Regions from separate parts of the Arachis hypogaea genome. Here region 1 is linked to region 2. A link is a contact called in public Hi-C data. All regions are on one chromosome and are shown on one strand. The core of a region is the stretch at or near the end of the contact, and the rest is flanking DNA. Distances in the headings are between cores, read along the strand shown.

Region 1 (5,060 bases), core at 911-3,410, 65 kb before region 2:
GGCATCTCCGCAAGCTTCATCGGAATTTGACCGTTGAGATTGTTATGACTAAGGTCTAACGCCACAAGCTTCTTGCATGAACAGAGTTCTTCAGGAATAGTACCATAAAGATTGTTGTTTCCGAGCTTCAACTGCACCAAATCCTCCGAATTCCCGAAGATTCCACGAGGAATTTCACCAGCGAATCGATTCTCTGATAAGTCTAAATCTTCCAATTTCTTGCTCCCGAACGAGCTCGGAATCTCGCCGGAGAAGAAATTGTTAGCCAGATTAAGCATTTGAAGAGATGGCATGCTCCATTGTCTATCATCGATTCTTCCAGAAAGTTGGTTGCCAGAGATATCCAAGAAGTAGACCTGAGTGAGGTTGGTGAATTCCTCAGGCAAATTCCCAGAGAGCTTGTTATTCTGGAGACGCACTCTACGCAGCGTTTTGCATGTGCTCAAGCTTCTCGGGATTCGGCCTTCTAATTTGTTAGAGAAGAGGATGAGCTTGTAAAGCGTCCCGGAATTGCACAGAGTTTCTGGAACCTTCCCCGTGAGGTTGTTAGAAGAGAGATCCAAAACCGTTAGGTTGTTACGCTTCCCAAGTTCCGACGGAATCTCCCCGGTCAACGAGTTTGACCACAGCTGAAGCACCTGAAGCCGCGGCAAAGATTCCAAACCGTTGGGAATCTTCCCTGAGAAATTGTTCGAAAACAAATGAAGAATCTCAAGCCTTTGAAGATTCATCACGAGTTCCGGAATCTCGCCGGAGAGAGAGTTATCGCTGAGGTCAAGAGATACAAGCTTCTTGAGGTTGAAGATTGAACGAGGAATCGGACCGTTGAATTTGTTCTGGTAGAGGAAGATGTACTCGAGATTCGTTAAGCTTCCGATGGATTCAGGAATCTCTCCGGTGAGGTTGTTATACACAAGATCGAGGTGGTTCAATGAAGTTAACTCACCAATGGCACTGGGAATTTCACCAGAGAGATTGTTGTAACCGAAGTAAATCCACTTCAAATTCTTCATGGCTCGAATGTCTTTCGGGATTTCGCCGACTAACTGGTTCGAAGCGAGGGTGAAGTACTGTAGATTTTTCAACTGAGTTATGGAACTCGGAATGTGTCCGCCGAGAAGGTTGCCTCCAATGTCAAGGTAGGTTAGGGATGAGAAGAGGCCAATTTGGGGAGGGATCTCGCCGGAGAACATGTTGTTGGAGAGGTCAAGAGTCTCTAGGAGAGAAAAGGAGGCGGAGAACAAGGAGCGAGGGGGAGGGCCGGTTAGATTGTTGTTGCTGAGGTTGAGGTAACGAATTGGGGAGAGAAATGGAGGAGGTTGATCCAAGTATAGGAGCTTCGTAAGCTGGTTGTTGGAGAGGTCGAGTGATGTGAGGTTTGGAAGGTGGAAAACGGAGGAAGAAGCCTCGCCGGAGATGTTTTTACCGGCGAGGGAAAGGGTGGTGACGACTATGACATCAGATATGTTCTTGTTGCAAGTGATGCCGTTCCAGTTGCATAAAGAAATGGTTGGGAGCCAGTTACTGAGAGAGTGAAGTGGATCGTCGTGGATTGAAGCTTTGAACGATAAGAGAAGCTCAAGGTCTTGTTGACTTTCAGTTTCTTTGCCATGTGATAAGTTCAGCAAGTTGAGAAGAATTAGCAAGAACAAGAACCTGAACCACATCATCACTCTGGGCATGTCTTTGACAAGGGTCTGTTCTGTGTGTGTCTTTTTAAATAATTCTCAGTTTTCTGTGTTGTTGCTTGTTGATGGATTATTGAACTCCTCGGATCCCAAGCTGTAAAAAATAATAATCAAACTTCAATCTATATAGGTCCATTAAAATATTATGCAACTTTTGAATTAGTTACATAAGAGACTGATGAATTAACTACTTGAGTACTTCTAGTAGCTAGCTAGGTCTAGCTACCATTAATTTAATACACTCAGTTTTGATCGTAATTGAGGAACATGCATGCACATAAAAGAGAGAAATTGCTTAATACAAAGTAATGACAGGGTATAATTACGAACCTAAAGACCATAATTATTGTGGACAGTTGGTTGTTTAAATTGCTGATGATGGAGAAGAATAATTGAAGAACTTGGACTGAAAGGATCAAGATTATTCTTTGATCACAAACAGTACTATTTGAAGGAGAATAAGGTGGACGTGAGAGAGAGAGATGTGTGCGTGCTTAAATAGATGGAAAGGGTTTGTGGAGGATTTCTTTTTGGCATTGAATTAGGATATAATTACGAATTTGCCATCCTTGACTTACTTTGAAATTGGTGTTTGAACACACACAAACGGTTGAAAGGGAACCAGGGACACTTGCGAAAATAATAAAATAAAAAAGGCAAAAAATAGAGGGCTCTGATTTTGTCGGATTGTTACTAAAATGATCCTTTTTGACTGACTCACTCACTGACCCCTTGCGAAAGTGACAAAGAATTTCTGTATCCGTTGAAAAAAAGGAAAAAAAAAAAAAAACGCTTACCCTGCTTTGGTAAATGGTAACCAAAAAAAAAAAAAAAAAGGCATCACAAGGAAACAGAGACTCGCTAATTAAACATGCACAAGAATTTATTAAAATGTTTGTACTTGAAACTCTTGTTTCTAGGATTATTGTGTTTGACTAATTTTAGTTATAATATTACTAGTATTAGTATATGGCATGGGATCTCCCATGAAGATCAAAGATCCATCTTTTACGCAGAATTTCGTCTCATGATAGCATAATCCTGGTTCTATAATTATCTGTCTTTCCAATAATGACTAAATTAATTTGAATAATTTTTAAAAAATAATAATTTAAAAATATTTTATTTAATTTATCATATATAATATTTATAATTGTACAGTTATTATATTTAATAATATTATGTATTTATTTTAATAATAATTAAAAAATATAAAATAAAATAACTTTAAATTAATTTTGGCTAATTTCTACCGTCTTTTTGTTTATAAGAAGTGTTCGTGCGTAGTAAACCGAGCTTGATATATAACTCGTCCTATTCAGAGATTGAGCTTGCTTTCGTTTAAAGTAAAAAAGGTATGCGTCGACTTTAAGAGGAACAACGATGACAGACACCTATAAAGACACTCCAACATTCAAATTAGTAAAAATAGAAAATGAGTATAATATTACTCAAAGTAAGTAGCATACTTTTTACATATTTAGAGTTTGGTATTTATAGAATGTAATCATTTTCAAAGAGGTTGAGATATTAGCCTGATCTTTCGGCCATCATTTGAGTTTGTTATTGAGTAGGTTGTTATTAGCGAGATTCTCTTTAATTGAAGATAAGCCACATTTGTTATTGGATTCGGATCCGATTTATAGGCATAGTTGGACCGGATTATAACTACCGAATCACAGCCTCCAAGCTTAACCTGTGATTTTTTTAATACGACGAGTTGAGTTTATGAGTTTTTGTGATGCTATAAATTGGAATGATGATAATAAATATAGATCGGAATAGTGATTGTAATGATAGTTCGGAATAGTAATTGTAATAATAGTTCGGAATAGTATTTGTAATTCGGAATAGTAATTATAATTTAGAATAGTGATAGTAATAATAGTAACTCCCAAACTCAACTTGTTGTATGTTGAAAAGTGATAGTCATGCTTGGAAATGGCTTTACGTGAATAGTAGAGTAAAAGAAATTTGACAATAATTAAGAATAATGGTTAAATAATAAGGATAAGCCCCCAAATTTGATTTGATGGCATGAAGAATAGAATATTTCTTGAAAGAGAATGATGTTGGTATGTAGCGGCTTAATTTTTGACTGGTTCGACTTATAGATACAAATTTGATTGTGGTTATGCCGACGTGTAGGTATTTGGTTGCTTAGAATGGGTCTGGCTTATAAATAAAAATTTTGACTGGAGTTATTCCGATGTATAACCGTCTAGTTCTTTGGATTGAATTCGACTTATAATTGCCGATTTATTTTGAGTAAATGGAATGAATAATAATGAATTGGTATGAAGTAAACGAAATAGAAGAATATTGAATATAGGTAGTAAATGAGGTGATAGAAGTAATTATGACCTGCAGTTACTTTTTTGTTTACTAAGGGTATAATGACCAGTTTTGATGAAGGTGAAATTTGAATGAATGGTGTTGATGGAATTTGAAAGTAAAGAGTTTGTAATAGTCATTGTTGATCACTTAACTTTGGTAAAGGATGGATAAAACGTGGGTTAGGTCTTCTTTTGAAATAGAACACAGACAGTATGTGAAGTCATTTGCTGTGTTTGTTTGAGTCTTGTGATTTAGGGATGGAGAATAGAGATTAGTCTATTTTATTGTTCTTACTTTGTCTTCTTCTATAGCGTGTGTGGGCCTTGTGTAGTAGCCTCTGATTTGAAAAGATGGGGATGGTAAATGAGAATGAGAAAAGGAAGAAGAAAGATGATAAAGATATCATAATTAAGGAGGAGTTCATATGGGATATGAATGACCTGTTTAGTTGAATGTCTGATTTGGTGAAGAAGCGTTGTCGGTTGTTCAGTATTTAATGGTAATGATAGTGTGGTGTATTTGGGGACAGCTTGTTGGGTTAGCGAAAGCTTAAATATAAAGATTGAATTTTTTCCATGCACAGCTTTGGATCGTGTGTTCCATAGAGGAGAGGGTTTTGAGTTTTTCTTCATGTATTCATTTGTCTTAGTTAATATGAAGTTTTCTTCATCAGTTTGAGTATGGTGTGCTTATTCAATTGATGTGTACTCCATCTTAACTACACCCAAATACATGGGTGTTTGTTCGAGGATTTGAGATTTTGATAGATTTTTTGAAAGTAAAACCTTTACTGGAGGTATTTTTTGCTCTGTTTCAGTTAAAAAGAGTGAAGGGGGTTGGGTAACTCTTAGTGAGAGTCCTGGTCGAGCAATGTTTTGCGCCTTTAAATCCTTATTCAAAGGATTCAATGAGATGTTTTTGAAGGTTACATCAACGGAGAATAGCTTTCCCTTTTATGTAGATGAAATGTTGATTGAAAGATTTTTGTTATAATGGGATCCGCAACCAAAGCAAATCTTAGGAATGGATTATATG
Region 2 (4,772 bases), core at 2,151-4,650:
TAAGGTCCTGAATTAAGATACTTGAAATTAGAAAAATTTGCTCTTGCACTTTTAACATCGGCAGGTCGGTTGCATCAATATTTCCAAAGTTACCTAATAATTGTACGTACTGACCAACCGATTAAAAAACTTTTGCAAAAGCTAGATTTGGTGGGTTAGATGATGAGCTGGTCAATAGAGTTATCACAATTTGATATACAATATGAACCATACCCTGCTATAAAGGCACAAGCAATGGTAGAATTTTCGGCCGACTCTACCTTCAAACTCCCGACCTGGGAGCTGCATGTTAATGAGGCTTCAAATATGATATCAGGGGGTGCAAGGATCATCCTAACTAAAGGAAAAGATTTGATCATTGAAACCAACATTAAGTTTGATTTTCCAATCTCAAAAGTCAAGCTAAATATGAAGCTTTAGTTGCAAAATTGACATTAGCATATGAGGTCGAGGTAACAGAGCTTTTGGTGTTCAGTGATTCCTAAATTGTAACCTCCAAGTTAATGGCGAGTATCAAACTTAAGTATTAGAGTATCAAACTCGGCAAAACAAAAAATCTCAAAGAATGAAACTGCACATCCGGGGCAATAAATTCCCTAACGGAATACCCAAGAAAGATATAAATCAGGGAACAAGGAAGCTCAAGACAAGTAACAAAAACATATCGCTATCTCCTATGAACACTTCTAACTTAAGAATTAGAGTGTCTTTGTAGGGAGCCCTTCCGGCCTGGTATGAACATGGTCCAAGTCAGGGTTTTTGGAACACTTCATCTCGTTCTGATCAAAATGTACGAACACAGTCCAAACTATAGTCATACACCATAAGCAACCATTCACTTTCCTGCTAAACAGACAAACATCTAGGAATATAGAGAGATCAAGAAAAAAAGAAAGTCATCATCACATTTATTTCTACTCCACTTCCATTTGGCTATGCTTTTTCTTTTTCGTCATTCACCTCTATTTCTGCTTCAACCACAATTCGCTTTAGCTTTTTCATCGCTTGCCTTTGATTTTGCTTTTAACATTCACCTCTATTTCTGCCATCATTTGCCTTTGCTTCTACTCTGTCTCCCCATTTGTCTCTTATTTTGCTCCATCTTTGTTACCATCAACCCATCCCTTCCCCCTTTTCCAACCTTCTAGTCTCTTGTTGTTGTTGTTGTTGTTGTTGTTGTTGTTGTTAATGTTGATGTTAGTGGGGATGTGGTTATGGTAAGGTTGGAGGCGACAACAATTGTAATTTAGAGTGAGGTAGGTGACGATGAAAGTTAGAATTTGAGGATAGGTGGGTGGGTTACGACGGAGGACTCAGGAGAGAGTTGGAGTGAGATTAATTTAAAATTTAGAATTTAAAATTGAGATTGAAAAGGATAAAATCTAAAAAACAATGACTAATAATTCATTGTAAAAAGATTAATAATAAGTTTATAACTAAAACACATTTAAAATATCAACGACAAAATTAAAACAAATTAAATATTAAATATTTTTTAAAACTTTTAAAAATTTTCTTGGACGAAAGAAAAGTTTTGATTCAATTAGCAGACTAAATTTTTAAAGTGGTTTCTGAGATTGATGATGTATACCAAAATTGTCCTTGAGATTTCAATCGCACAAATTACATCTCTGAGATTGAAAAAATTGTACCATATTAGTCCTTGACCCGTTTTTCGTTAACGACGCGCTAACGTGGACTTTTGGTGACACGTGTCACCTCATGGTTTGGTCATGTGTAACAATATGATGACGTGTCGGTCAACGACACGTATCATGCTGACATGGATGGTTATGTCACGTGTCATAATAATATTTTATCACGTGTCAGATTATGCCACATGTCACAATATTATTTGTCCCGCGTCATCCACTATGTCATCGTTTCATATGCACCAAATTGCTCCCTTTCTTTACATCAAATAACTCAGTTAGTCTCTGAAATTGAATGTCGTGTACCAAATTAATCCCTTCATCAGTTGTTTCTCTTTTTTTATAAATTCAAAATTTTTAATATCTTTGAATACATTATTTTTAATTTTATCTTTTTACAAGTTATTTAAATACTAGTGCTTTTATAAAATATTTTTAAAATTTTAGTTTTAATTATATAAATTTTTTTCTACAATATTTTATTAAAATAAAAAAATTATATGAGATATTGATATTGATTTAGTAAAGAGTGTAAGTTAAAAGTATAATAATATTTCTTAATACAAACTTTTTTAATATTTTACATCTTAATAAATATTTTAAGAATACTTGATAAGGTAATTGTCAGCTAATATAAATTCATTATTCCACATCCGTTTTAAGAATGTCCAATTTTTCATATAATTGACTTCTCACTAAATTAGTAAGATAGATTTATACTGTCGATTATAATAATTCGTTTTATCTGTAACTTAGCTAGGCGGCCTTTTCATATATTACACTATTAATTAATATAAGCACTTATTGTAACCATGACTTGAACAGTATTAAAACAGATACAAATAAATACAAGAGCCAATAATAAAGTTTTAGATTTAGCTAGCACGTGCTCTAACGATACAAGTTAAAATTATTAATTAAAAACTTAATTATAAAAAATTGTATAATAAAAATATTGATAATTTTAAATTTTCAAAAAAAATGAGAAAAAAAACTAATGAATGGACTAATTTGGTACACGACATTCAATTTTAGAGACTAAAATGAGTCATTTGATGCAAAGTAAGGGACCAATTTGGTGCATATGTATTTAATTATGACATAGTAGATGACACGTTGACAAATAGCATTGTGACACATGGCATAACCATCCATGTCAGCATGCTACTTGTCACTTATCAACATGTCATCATATCGTTACGCGCGACCAAACCCTGAGATGACACGTGTTACTAAAGGTCTACGTCAGCGCGTTATTAACAGAAAATAGGTCAGGAATTAATATGGTACAATTTTTCAATCACAGAAACATAATTAATGCAATTAAAATTTCAAAAACAATTTTAATACACAATATCAATCTTAGAAACCACTTTAGAAATTTAGTCTTAATGAGCATGATCTGGCATCCAAAAATAATGAAATAAACATATTTTGGAGCTAATCGGATAACTCATATTAAAGAATTTTTTTCTTACACAACACACACTCACATACTACTATTATTATAAGTTTTATATTCCACTTCCTCAGTTTTTTTTTTTTTTTTTTGGGTTTGGATTCCACTTCCTCAGCTTAATCTAGGATTTGAATCCAGTGCAGTTCTTTGTGAGGCATCTAATATTGCCGACCTTTTTGTTTGGTTTTTTATTTTGGTATTTTGATTGTTGGTTTATTATATAGGGCTCATATCTTTTGGGCTTTGTTCAATGGTGGACTTATTTGAAATCACGGAGTCCAGACCGATGATGGTATACTAGAGTGGTCATCATGAAGGGTCCCCCTCCAAAAATAAATCATGGTGTGTTCTTTGATACCAAAGTCCAAAACAACAACTAACCGTATAAACATTTATCTTTTTTAAGTAAAATTAAAATGGACCAAAGGCTCCTAAAGTTTTGTTTTATTATGGATTGGACAAAAATATCCTCCTTACATAGAGGAACTTATCATTCCAATATTAGATCCATAAAAATTAGAAACTTAATAGGTCTTATCCATTTAACCTATTGAAAAATTTCTTGACAAAAAAAAAACCTATTAAAAAATTTAAAAAATAGTCAAAATAGCGAACCCAATTAAAGATGCTTATTTAAAAAAAATATGCTTATTTATTTAAAAAAACATTTACTTTTAATTTTTTTAAAGTTCAAAAGATCCATCTGTTATCCTATTTGCTATTTGGATCTCAAAATTAAGAAAAAAAAAACAAAAATATACTGAGAACAGTGACAAATCCAAAAAATTTTGACAGTGAAAACAAAATATATATAATATAATAATTTTTACAAAAAAAATATTATGTATACATAAAAATCAGTTATCAAATTATTCATTAATTATTATATAGTTGTATATAAATACATGTATTATTTAATTCATTTTTAATATATATTTTGTATTTCAATACATATACAAATAGTTATTTTTCTATGTACATATAACATAATTAGTCTTTAAAATATCTAATTTATAAAATGAGTAATCTTTTTTTAACCATACAATCGAAAATATCTCTCTTTATATAAAATAATATTATACATTCAAGTCTTTTTGTCAACCAAATTAGTCTAAGATAACAAAATCAATTATGACTAGCATTATTCCAAATCTTATTGTTTAATTTGGTTAGATTTAGTTCATAAAAAGACTTGGCGTGTAATATTACTCTTATAAAACCCGAAAACACTTAACACACATATCACGGCATCGAATGGTAATAGAGAAGATTACAAATTAGCAATTTTAAGGCTAAAGAAGCATGTTTTCAATCATAACACAAAATTAGGAAGGAAACTTAAAAACATATAATTTACATGAATAAGTGTGAGAATAATTGACAAAATCCTCTTAATTTAATCCAAAATATACCATAAAATAGTGGTTTATCAATCTCCCCATATTTAAACATTAGCATGTCCTCATGCTAAGCTCAAGGGAACCAAAAGAGTGAAGGAGAAATGGTGAGACTTATGCAATATAACTTATTTATATGAATGCAACTACATGCTAAATGTTGCTACCTAATTGGTTAAAAGTAAATAAATCCTCCATGAACGAATATAAACTGAATCCCACTAATTCAAATCTCAAAATAAAGTACAAGTAGACTTGCAAGAA

What was found. A called contact is a pair of places that touch in the nucleus more often than the background predicts.
Region 1: a contact with region 2 is called in a Hi-C map of an unstated tissue, with 5 times the contacts expected there. The contact joins the promoter of LOC112716088 here to the enhancer-like site in region 2. A contact is called at or near these places in 3 of 8 Hi-C or Micro-C datasets (leaf and an unstated tissue).

Annotation. Positions count from the first base shown.
Region 1 is chr10:98,865,639-98,870,698 of arahy.Tifrunner.gnm2.J5K5, reverse strand. It overlaps LOC112716088, which reads right to left and starts at 2,160. Exons shown (of 3, transcript XM_025767937.3): 1 at 2,019-2,160; 2 at 1-1,782. The coding sequence starts at 1,682.
Region 2 is chr10:98,802,324-98,807,095 of arahy.Tifrunner.gnm2.J5K5, reverse strand. No RefSeq gene overlaps it. Among protein-coding and RNA genes, the nearest start is that of LOC112717797, 13 kb to the right of the region's middle. Within about 2 kb of position 3,400, at least 2 of the 3 cell types and tissues checked have open chromatin away from gene starts, as enhancers often do.